Linked DNA regions of Rattus norvegicus: region 2 is linked to region 1. Evidence: chromatin contacts called from public Hi-C data. All regions are on one chromosome and are shown on one strand. The core of a region is the stretch at or near the end of the contact, and the rest is flanking DNA. Distances in the headings are between cores, read along the strand shown. Region 1 holds the start of Dusp4 (dual specificity phosphatase 4). Region 2 has its middle 310 kb from the start of Dusp4.

Region 1 (5,710 bases), core at 37-2,536:
AGACAGATCTCACCTCAGCATTCACCTTCCTTAACCCCTCTCCAGTTCTCCGGGTTATACCGAAACAGGCCTCTCTGAACCCTGTGGGACTTAAGAGCGCGTGCGTGCTCAGTACTTGAGGCTGGGCTGCGCAGAGGAATAGCTGCCAGCATCCAGGCCAGAACCGCTCATGTCAATAAACACAGAAACTCTTCGGACGCGTGCGGACTGCAGGTGACTGGGGAAACGCGCCAGCACGGCCTCCCCAGGACTTAGTACTCAAAACCACAGCAAAACCGTGCACACAGACACGCACAAAGACACGCAAGGAAGGGGACTCCAGCAGCCCGAAATCATTCCGGTACTTTCCTCCCAATGCCCAGCAGGGCTCAGGTCACCAAGTCCCTTACACCTACCCTCCACCTCGCTCCCGGGCGCCCAGGTTTACCTTTAAGCAGGCAGATGTCTGTGCGCTCCGCGTTCCGGCGCAACGCCTGCACGACCAGCGACACTGTGCTGTCCTCCCGGAGACTCTCGGCGCGCGGGCTGCGCTCATCGTAGACGATGACAGCCGAGTAGAGGCCAGAGCGCAGGCGGGCGCGCACCTCTTCCTCGGCGGGCAGAATCTGCTCCAGGCTCACGGAGCCCTTGGCCCTCCGCCGCACGATGGTATTGCAGCGCACGTTCACCGAGCCTCGGATGTAGCCCGCGCTGTGAGCCAGAAACGGCCTGCAGTCCAGCAGCAAGCACTTGCCGCCGCTCAGCAGCCCCAGGGCGCCGTGGCTGCCGCCGCTGCTGCCCGCGCTGCCGCCGTTCTCATCTCGGTTCATCAGCCTTTTGAGCACGCTGCAGTCCATCTCCCGCAGTTCCTCCATCGTCACCATGTCGCCGGCAAAGCACAGCAGCTGGGGAGCCGGAGAAGACCAAGGGCACCCAAGCCAGCTAGGCTACAAGAAGGAACAGGCGAAGGCTAAGAAGGCGCCTGCCGAAGTGACCCGCAAACTTGGCCCCAAGGCTCTTCTCCCAACACCCCTTCCTCCTCCTCCCGCAGCCTCGACGTTACATAGCAGTCCGAGCCTTCTCTGGCGCCAAAGCAGGCGGGCGCACGGCACCCGGAGCAAGTGACCGAGGAGGGGAGTATGTTTACGAGAGAGAGGGCTCCTCTCGGTTTGTTGCCCCTGGTGTGTTTTGCTAGCTAGGCTGCTCCTGCCTTAGGCACCGCCGTTTTCCCCCAACGCTCCGCCGGAGCTGCACGCACTGCCCCAGCCAGAGTTTCCTCCTCTGCTTAGAGATTTATTAATGCTCGCCGGCTCTCCCGGGGGAGGGAAGAGTCATTACTACCTCTCCAGGCCCCGCCCCCCACGCAAGCTCCCCGCCCCGCCCCCACCCCGACTCTTGAATGGAGCGCCGGCCCCCTCGCACCCAGTCACGGGAACTCGACGTCACAAAGAGAGGAGTAAACAGGGCGCTCGGTGCTGTCTGCCAGGCCCATTCATAAAACCGAGACCTAGAGGAAAAAGGAGGCAGCCTCCGACCCGCCGGCAAGCCGGAAGCTCCCGGACTTTGTGAATGGAGCCGCCGTGCGGCTCCCTGTCCTTCCTCAGCCCCGGAGCGCGGCGTTCGGCGTTGTGTTAGTAGCGGGTGGCGACGCGGGCCTAACCGAGGCCTGGGCTCTCAGCGTGGAGGTCTTCACCCCTGCGCTCCCCCCCCGCCCCCCAAGTCTCCGAGGTCTCGCTGGGTGGAACCTGACACTGTATGGCTGCCACCCCGCAGGGCTTGGGACCTCTTCTCGCCGGACTAAAGCTTGCTCTTCGGGTCCGGCCGGTTGTGTCTTGTTTTGTTTTTAATGCGATTCCCCGGACTTAGTTTATACATTTGCGTGATCGATTTCCGTCCGGAGCTATTAGATCGGTTTTATAGCTTCCCGCGGAACCTGGGCAAACCCCGGACTTTGAAAGATGAAAGGGAAGTCCTCGCGCCAAAGCCCAATAACAAAAGAGAGGTGTAGGGGTTTGTTACTTTACAACCCAGAGGGGGGCGTTAATTGGCCGAATGGTGTGCCCGTGCAGGAGAATGGGAAGCACTCCGGCCCAAGCTTCCTAAAACCTGATTATTTAACCATGGGAAGGGGGGGAGGAGGGATATACCCGGAGGTTTTCCGCTTTGGTGGAAGTCCTCGCCTCCCTCTTGCTCACACGCAATGTCCTCTAAGGAAATAATTGTTAAGGTCTACATTTGGTGCGAAGGAAGATGTTGAAAAGTGTCCATGCGAAGAGTGACCTTTTAAAAGGCAAATTTAATAAGCTCAGAGACGATTCGAGTTTCTACATCCCTCTTTCCAGGTCACGTAGCATCTGCACCCCGCTTTTACCTTCCCGGGGACATTTAATTTCCCAAGGGCTTGATTTTGGCAAGAAAGGAGGTTATGCGCGCATGTGGTGGGGACCTTACAGAAGCCAAAAATTATTCGGCCGAGATCTTGCCAAGTCTTGTTAGCAAGAATTAATCACCGAACAAGGGAATTACGGGGTTTGGTAGCGGCCAGGTCGAATATTCCATTTCAGGTTGCGAGTAGAAGCCTGACTGAGGCAGCGAGGGCAGCCAAAGCCTCAGGGTCCTTTCCCCCGGTTAAACCCTCTCTCCACTCAGTTACCTTTGCTTTGTTTTCTGCAGAGCGGCTCTCCAGAGATCACCTCCAACTCCCATTTTCAAGGCTTCCTACAGACTCTCTGCACTCTGAAGTCCCCAACACCCTTTTCTGGGTCCAGTGGGCGTTGCAGGGGGCAATCATCTGTGGAGAATTTTCCTTGTTACCTTGGGTTCCAAAATGGCACTGCGTTTCTTATTTTGTTTATGGGTTTTTTCAGTTAAAGAATGAGCTATTACATGCGTATTAATTTGTTGCTGACATATTAGCGACCCCCTAATGCACCCTGTATTTTGGTGCCCGTGGTGCGGGATCACTCACATCCGGGTTCCGGAAGGAGCCACAACAACAGAGTGACATCGGCTGCCTGGGGCAAGGTCTCGAGCACTGGGCCTTCAGGCTAGGAGAGTGGCAAGGGCGTCCAGCACCAGTGAGGAGGGCAAAGTGGTTTCTCTTGCTTGGTTCGGAGCTTGCTGTGAGGACATCTAGTGCTTCCCTCTGGCTGGCCCACTATGGGTGCTAGACATCCCCGGTGCCTCGACAGCCGGAATCAGATTCACTCTCCTGGGTCCTCTCCCCGCAGTTTACAAACCCAGCGGCCAGCAGCCCTTAGCTCCGGATGCTAGTCACCAGAGTCACAGAGGGGAATGAGGGTGAGGTTGTCCCCCGGCCAGCACTGGCCAAGCTGGCCTTTGTCTCCCCTGCCTCAGGGGTGCTCCTCCTACCCCTGGCAGGCCAGGCCCCTGCCCAGTGCTCACAGGGTTTGTAAATAACAGTCAAATCCGGGGAGGGGTGGGGATGCCCACCGAACAAAAGGCTGCTTTCTGCACCTGACAGTAATCCTTGCCGGAGAAGTCCATAAATCCCATAGGCGAGTCACGCGCAGGGGGTGTGGGCAGGCGCGTGTCAGTGTGTGTCCACGTGTGAGTGCCCGCGCCTGCGCGCCTGTTCCTGGAGAGGGACAGCTACTTCGGACTTAGCACATTTAAGCCAAGAGCGGCTTTTGTTGAGAAGATGATGTTGAATAAAACAACAACAGCCCCCCTCCCCCGCGCGCGCCGCCGCCGCCGCCGCCGCCCCCTTCAGGAACTGCCTTCAGCAGTGTGAATGTCAGCAATGAGCTTTAAATGACAGCATTGTGTTTACCCGGATACTGTGAGAGCACCCTGGATAATTTTCTTAATGGAAGCGTGTGAGCCATTTGGTCCACAGTTTTAGGTGAATACGGTTTAAGGTCTACCCAACACCGGCTATAAAACCCTCCTTCCATCGGTCCTCAGGCTGAAGGGTGAGAAACACACAGTTTGCACAGGAACTTCGTGAGTCAGTTTGTCAATAAAAAACTGCAGTAAACAAAGGCATTCGGAGGAAGCTAAGCTTGCACATCCTTTCAGAGTTATTTAGCTTAGGAATATCTGCAGGGATTGGACTGTGAATGCCCAATTTACACTGGGCAGTAAAACTGGGGTGGAAATGCTTGTAAAATTTCTCCGTGACATGTGAATCCAACTTCTCTTTCATCAGACAGTCCTTAGACGGACCTTATTAGTCACTGTCAGGCTCCAACAAAATCCCTGCGCTTGTTTAAGAACTTTGCTTTCCCAATTAGAAAGTTTTGTGATCTGGGGATTCGAAGCCAGGAGTAGAATCCCCAGAGATGGACTGTGGCTTCTATTCTGGTTTTGATGCCAGCCTCTGACTCACAGCTCTGTCCCAAAGTAACTGAATAAAACTTACCTTAAAAAAAAGATCACTGATAAGTGAATAATCACAGTGGCAGTGGATAGACGCTGGGTGGATTCCCTGGCCTCTGGAGCCTTGCTTCTTACTCTGAACTACACATGAAACATCCTTTTTACCTGCACTAATGGTATATACTAGGGAGACCTGGAGGCCAACTCAGGCTTCAAGCAGGAAAGATCTCCACAATATGTCCTTCGCATGTCTCTGTCTGACCCATCTCTGATCCTTAAGTCAAGATTGGGAGGCAGTGGAAATCTTCAACACCTAGAAATCAACGAAAGAATTAAAAAGCACAATCTAAGCAGAGCTCTGGTGTAGTTTATGAGATAGTTTCCTATAACCCAGGCTGGCCTGAAACTTGCTCTGTAGATGAGGCTGGCCTTGAACTCTCAACCCCTCAACAGCTATAAGAACTCTCAATAGCTATAAGACTATTGAAATAGTGGACTCCAAAGAATTAAAATTTCCCCAGGAATTGCATGCTGGTAAAAGGGGAAAGTTGAAGCCCTACTTTGAGAAGAAGAGACTCACTCCATTGAAGAGACTTCACTTTTATCGAACCACTTTTTAGGACAGACTTACAGCCGAGACGGTGATAGATACTATTAATTATACATATTCTTTGCTCCCTATTTAACCATAAACCTCCTGTTAGTGCCTGGAAGACTGACTGAGTGGCACTTGCCTCTTTATTTGTTCTTCCCAATGGGAAGAATTTTTCCCTACCGTTCCCTGTTACCCCGTCCCTTTCTTGGTATATTGGGCACCGGCAGCTGAGCCTATACGCATGCGCGTTAGCCTTTTGTCCTGGGCTTGAGACCCAGCATCAGAGCCTGCCAGAGTCCAATCTCTGAGCCTAAAAACTTCCCTAACATTGTGTCCGTTTCCAAAGTCCTGGGATTGCAAACAGGTACCACCAAGTCCGCCTGAAGTCGTTTTAGTGATGACTTTACCAGATGAGTTTACAATTTACCATTTTGTTTGTTTTGTTGTTCGTTTTTCAAGATAGAGCCTCTCTGTGTAGTCGTAGCTGTCCTGAACAGTGCTGGAATCAACGGCATGGGCCTCCACCCTCCCACCCCCACCTCCCCATCCTCCTCCATTTTCTATGGGTGGCATTGTCCCACATGTATGCTAGGTTCCCAGCCAGGTACACTGAGAAGAGTCTTAGTGCATTGCTGCTTCCCCTACTATTTCATTTGATAATTGTTCCATCAAGATGATGCTCCCATGTGTGGCTTAGTGGCCTTGGGCAAGATGTTCTCTCCCTTAGCCAAAATTTCCTCAACTTGAAAAAGAGGCTTGCGGGGTTGGGGGTTTAGCTCAGTGGTAGAGCGCTTG
Region 2 (5,916 bases), core at 74-2,573, 310 kb after region 1:
CTCTCTTTCTTTTCTTCTTGTTTTTTTTTAATTATTATTATAAAAGGAAACAATCCTTTTAATGGTATTTTCTTATCTAAAGGGTCTGGAATATTTTTATTTCTCAGAAGGACTTTAGGAACTCTGAAGTTATTTTTTTAGTCCAATCTTTTTTTGTCTGCTTAAGCTTCTTTTAAATTATATATTTCCAGTTACATTTGTGGTCTGAGGTAAGAGATTTCCTGAAGTGCTGGGTTTATTTCTAGATACTCATTGGAACATGGTATAATGGTACTATGTGAAAAAAAAGTAGTTATAAACCTAATATAGGCACATTAATATATTTTATTAGTTCTGAAAAAAACACAAAGATCTAAGTAATGGGACACATACTATCTATATCTCTCTGTATCTATATCATCTTTCTCCTTCCCTCTCTGTCTTTCTGTCTCCCTTCCTCTGTCTTTCTCTCTGTCTCTCTTTATATATATACATATATAAACATATAAACATATATCTTTATGTATAATATCTCTAATACATATTTATATATTATATATAATGTATTATTTATATATTATATAATTAATATATATTAAATGCAGTTACTGTCAACATTCCAGCCGAGTCTCTTTGTGAACAGGCACAATTATTCTAAATTGTATACTGGAAGGGAATGAACCAGAGGACAGCTTTGGAAAAAGGAACCCGGTGAAGTGAATGAACCTAAGTAATGACAGCTCGTTCTCAACTACGTCACCAAGACGCCAAGGTGCTGGTGGGAAGACAGATGCGTAGATCAACAGGACCAGAGAGTGGATTTGGAAGTGGATTGCACACAGAAGCTCCCGTGAGATTTCCTCTTCAGTGTCTGCACCATTGGGTTTAGAATCGCCCAGGAGATTGGTGAGGCACGGCTCTGTCCCTGCTAACTTTCCCAGGGAGAATTAACTGATGTTGAGAGGACCCACACTAAATGTTAGGTTAGAGGCCCAGATGAAGGAGAGAGAGAGAGAGAGAGAGAGAGAGAGAGAGAGAGAGAGAGAGAGAGAAAGAGCGCTATCGTGCTCCTTCTCGACACTTCCTGTCTGCCCTGTTGTGAGCTGACCTGCCAACCTACAGCATCACGATGAACTGGCGCCTTTTTCAGCTAACTAACCCAGTGCTCCCAGACATGTAACATTAATGCAATGGCCTTTTCAGAAACTGCTGTTGGAACAATTGAACAGCACTGGCAAATCCACCAAGCAGCCATCCCGATAGCAAACAAGCAAAAAACTCAAAATGACTCAGGCTTGGTGCAAAATGCAAAACTATGGAACTTTTGTATGAAAATGTATGGAGCCAGGCATTGTGATACAGGCCTGAAACCCTGGTGCTCTGGGGTGTGTGTGTGTGTGTTGAATGTTTCATGCTTTGCCTTTGTGTTTGTTCCTTTATGACTCATTTATTCCTGCACTTTGTTCAGCTGTCCATTGAGGTCTTGAAATGTTTCTTTTTGATTTTTAGTGATTGAGATTTTAGATAGTGAAGGAGTGTGCATACACGCACGTGTCTGTTCGTGTGTAGGTGTGCATGTGTCTGTATATGCATGTGCTGTGTGCATGTGTGTCTGTGGGTACGCATGTGTGCGTGCGCGTGCGCATGTGTGTGTAACCAGTTGAGAGGTGTTCCTTGTTAAACAGCTATACTATTGTGGTCGGGGGTGGAGTGGGTTAAGCCGGACATTTCAACTTCAACTTTTCACGCAAAATGGGAAGAGGGGGAATTGCAAAAAGTCGCTGGCTGAACAAGAGCGATTTTCATTCTTTCCTGATTCAAATGAGTCGTTTTGATGCCCCTTCCTTGCCCCCACACCAAGATGGGACCTTCTCTTTATGCACACAGTTGACCATCAGAGTGCATGTCCGCTGGGAAGGGACCCAGCGCTGGAACCTGAAGGAGGCGCTTCCCCTGGGACCGCATAAACCCTTTCACCATCCGATTTAGAGAGGGCCCTCTCTTCTGTCTAGAAAGATAATGTTTGTTTTACTTTGATTGAAAGGTTGATAGCAGCAGCGGTATGTTCCGCAACTCGCTGTGATGTGGGTGGCACACTCCATTGTCTCTTCTGATTATACTGACTGGTTCTGAATTGCATTCCCACGGAGGCGCTCCTGTGGAAGACACGGACACTGAGCACGCCACAGACAGCATTTCCGAAAGCTCTATTGGAACACCTCTCATCTCTGCTCCCATTCACCCTCTGGGTGGTGGCGGGAAAGGGCTTCAGCATTGGAAGGCAAGAGGAAGGGAATGAATGACCAGAAACTCAGCTGGGAAAGGGGATGCTGACTTGGTTCCGAGCTCAGGAGCAGGTGGCCCCGCCCCAGCAGAGAAAGCCTCAGTTTCAGGACTTACTGCCCTAGGGTGCAGCATAGAAGCACCCTGCGGCTGGGGCTAATCTCAACCTTTCTGGGTGAAGGAGTTTACTTCAGGAAACAAGCTTGGAGAGATTTTGAAACAACCTGCTTCAAATGCCTCGCGGTGTTTGGGTAAGAAGGGACATGTGTTCATGTCCCCTCTTACAGCAGGCTACTTCTCAAAGGTGTTGTTTTGCTTCACCATTTCCTCCTCAGACCTTCTCCATGGATTGAAATGAGAAATCAACCTTTGGAGCCAGCAAGGCCTCTGGGGTCCACAGAAAGCTGTCAGCGCATACTGATTAACAAAAACCCTGTGCTGTGTTTCAAAACCAGAGAGATCCAGGCCCGATCCACATGAGTCCTATGTCAGTTGTACAATCTTAAGAAAATCCCCGACATGGGTTCTGACAGGACTCTCAGGTTCCTCTTCTGTTGGTGAAAATACCTCAGGTGGCTACTGGGAATCGGGTATCACTTGTAGGGCCGCTGGCGCCATGCCGTTTCTATTCCTTCAAGAAAGGAAACTAAATACCAGAAGAAGTAACCTGGCCTGAAGTGTGTCCAGGACGTCTGCAGTCTCTGCACAGTGAGACGGTACCCCTTTCTGACTCTTCCAGCGTCTCTTAGGGTGGGGCATGTCTCAAGGTCCCAGTGAGCATCATTCATTCCAAATGCAATCTCTGAAGACGTCTTTTTAAATTGTGGTAGGAACCGGGGAAGTGAGTCACTGCATAGTGTTTGCCGTGTGAGCCCAGAGCCCAGAGTTCAAATCGTCAACACCCACATAAAACAAACAAACCAAAAGGCAGATTCAGTAGCACCTGTCTGGAATCTCAGTGCTCCAGTGGTGGGATGGCTGGTGGAGACAGGAGAGTTTCTGGAAGCTCTAAGGCCAGCTAGCCTGCCAGGAGTTGACAAGGGACCCTGCCTCTGATGAGTCGGCAGGTGAGGCTGTCCTCTGAACTGATTGGGAGTGTGGAGCACATGCGCAGATTAAAACAAACAAATAAACAAAAAATATGGTAACCAGAGATGTGTAGACGCTACTATAACCCATGTCAGTAACAAAGTATTATGAGCTATGAACTTTACTGGTCTTTCTAGTCTGAAAGGAAATATATATATATTTCCAGGGACACCACGGCACCTGGAAAAGATCTTTGAAGAGGAAGCTTCATATACAAGGATTGATGATATTCCTCCTTAGCCCTGTGAGCTACACAATCTGCTGGTCCACGTCCCACATTGCTTGCATAATGAAGGGTTGGGACCAATGACTGCCACCTTTCTGGGATTAATCCTAAGGAAGATGGTCCCAGGGAGTAGCTAGCTACTCTGAGACACGGTTGAGTTGGATCTCTTGACTCCAAACTGAATCTAAAACAATAAGACATATATAAAACACTATAAGCATATAGCCTTGATGATCTCTCTCCTCTCCAAAGCTGTGTTCGGTAGCGGCTATTTCTAAAGGGAAATCCGTATTTCTATTGTTACCACTGCGGTCTATGTTTCTAAACTGGAGTTTTGGACATTTAAGGAGAAGAGTGCCCCCTAGTGGAAGCGAATCCAATCTAATGGTAGCCAGCGGGCCCCACCATTAAAAGCTGTTGACTGGGATTCCCCTTTGGGAGACCTCTAGAATGCTCTTCCCAAAGACAGATTATCTATCCTGAGATAGGTGCTTTATTCAGAATAACAAAAAGAAAGTAGATGTTGTGTTTCCATGAAGGGTACAGACTGTGGGAGGCGGGGAGGATTTAGAGAAAGAAGGTGGTAAAGAATAGTCCTGGACAAAGCAAAACGGATGATGTCCTGATCAGCCCGACACACTAGTGAAAGTAATTTGATAAGAGGAACCTCATCTCAGAAAACTCGTCCTTCAGATTGTCCACAGGCAAGTGTGGAGAGCATTCCCCTGATCTGTGATTGATACGGGAAGGCCCAGCTCTCTAGACATCCCCATCCCTCGGCAGGAGATCCTAGGTTGTATAAGCCTGTCTCAGGCTAAGTAAGCCGTGAGACAGAGGGCCAATCAGTGGCTTTGTCCCCATGGCTTCTGCTTCAGTTCCTGCCCTGGTTTTTCTCAGGGATGGAGTGTAAAGTGTAAGGTGCAGTTAACCCTTTCGTCCCCAAGTTGCCCTTGGGTGTGGTCTTTATCACAGAAATAGAAAGCAAGCCAGGCCAGGTGACAGGCAAGACCACACTTCTTGGTCTCTCTCTCTCTCTCTCTCTCTCTCTCTCTCGTGTGTGTGTGTGTGTGTGTGTGTGTGCACATCCTACATGTATGCACGTATGCAGAGGTCAACAGTCAACATCAGATAGCTTCTTCTACTGCTCTTCACTTTAGTGTTTGAGACAGGGTCTTTCACTGAACCTGGGGTTCACTGCCTCAGCTAAGCTGACTGGCTACTAACCTCGACAGCTCCTCTCATCTTCCCACCGAGTGCTGTGTTCCCTGGACTGCTGAACATAGCTTCTACCTGGCACAGAGGACCCAGGGAGCAGGTTCTCATTCCAGTGAAGCCAGAACTTTCCTGCCATCTCCACAGCTCTTTTTATCTTACTTTATTTTTGAAATAAAATGCTGAAGGTGCCGGGAAATGCTTAATTCTAGAACTTTGTCCGCCAGAGACACTATCCAAGCGAGTGTGTCAAACAGCCTCACACACCCTTCATCAGGAAGCAAGCTACCGTAGCCTGTAGGAAGAACTGTGGCAGCCACCTCTATGTAAAGACTGGGGGCCACCCAAGCCTCAAAGGCATCTCCTGCAGGAGGACCTAATTGAAGACTGCCTGAGAGACCAAGGATTGCTGACACAGACAATGCCAGCCAATTAGGAGCAGCTGTTTAGAAGAGATGCTTTCTTGGGACCAATGGGGCCCAGGTGGAGGGTATTAAAGGAGCTTGCAGCAGTGTTTGGAGAGCTTGCTGCAGCGTTTCTCACCTGCTCCTGGAGTCTGTGTCATTGACTCTGTGCTACCTCACCTCCAACCCCCAAGGGCAGGTAGGGTCAGGCAGTGGGTAGTTCAGGGCATAGGCAGCAGTAGCCTGGTACCCATTCTGCTGAAAAACCACACTCTCTCTCTCACTCTTGAGCTCAAAGCCTCTTCAGGGGTGTGGGATGCGGACCTGATGCCCAGTGAGTGTGGGAATCAAGTGGGAGCAGGGGAGCCACTGAAACAACAGCAGAAGCAGTCAGACACCTGCAGAATCCTGAGGTGACTGGCTATAAGAAGTAGCCAGAACACCAGTCCCACCTCCTCACTGGGATGGACAAGATTAATATTGAAGATAGATTCATTCTTACTGCATATGGGAATGTATTCCGTGTCATTCCGGTTATTGTTTAATATTTGATTCTGAATGTGGGCAGAACCTTCAAGAGTATGCTATATTCAAATTCAAGGTGCCAACAGTAAATCAGCTCGCTTGCAGAATTCTTGAACCATTATCCATCCCCTCCTGCCAGTCTGTAGCACAAGGCTGCAAACCATGCTCACAGGTTTGCCCTACAAAGTTCTTTGGTGA

The links. A called contact is a pair of places that touch in the nucleus more often than the background predicts.
Region 2: a Hi-C map of Schwann cells shows a contact between it and region 1, with 11 times the contacts expected there. The contact joins the enhancer-like site here to the promoter of Dusp4 in region 1. A contact is called at or near these places in 11 of 12 Hi-C or Micro-C datasets (the A7r5 cell line, the Rat2 cell line, Schwann cells and 6 more) and 1 of 1 datasets of contacts at active chromatin or transcription factors (oligodendrocytes).

What each region holds. Positions count from the first base shown.
Region 1 is chr16:64,092,414-64,098,123 of GRCr8, forward strand. It overlaps Dusp4 (dual specificity phosphatase 4), which reads right to left and starts at 1,287. Exons shown (of 4, transcript NM_022199.2): 1 at 428-1,287. The coding sequence starts at 863.
Region 2 is chr16:64,401,773-64,407,688 of GRCr8, forward strand. No RefSeq gene overlaps it. Among named protein-coding and RNA genes, the nearest start is that of Dusp4, 310 kb to the left of the region's middle. Within about 2 kb of position 1,324, at least 1 of the 93 cell types and tissues checked has an H3K27ac peak or open chromatin away from gene starts, as enhancers often do. A contact at or near this core is called in Schwann cells, where this site is marked.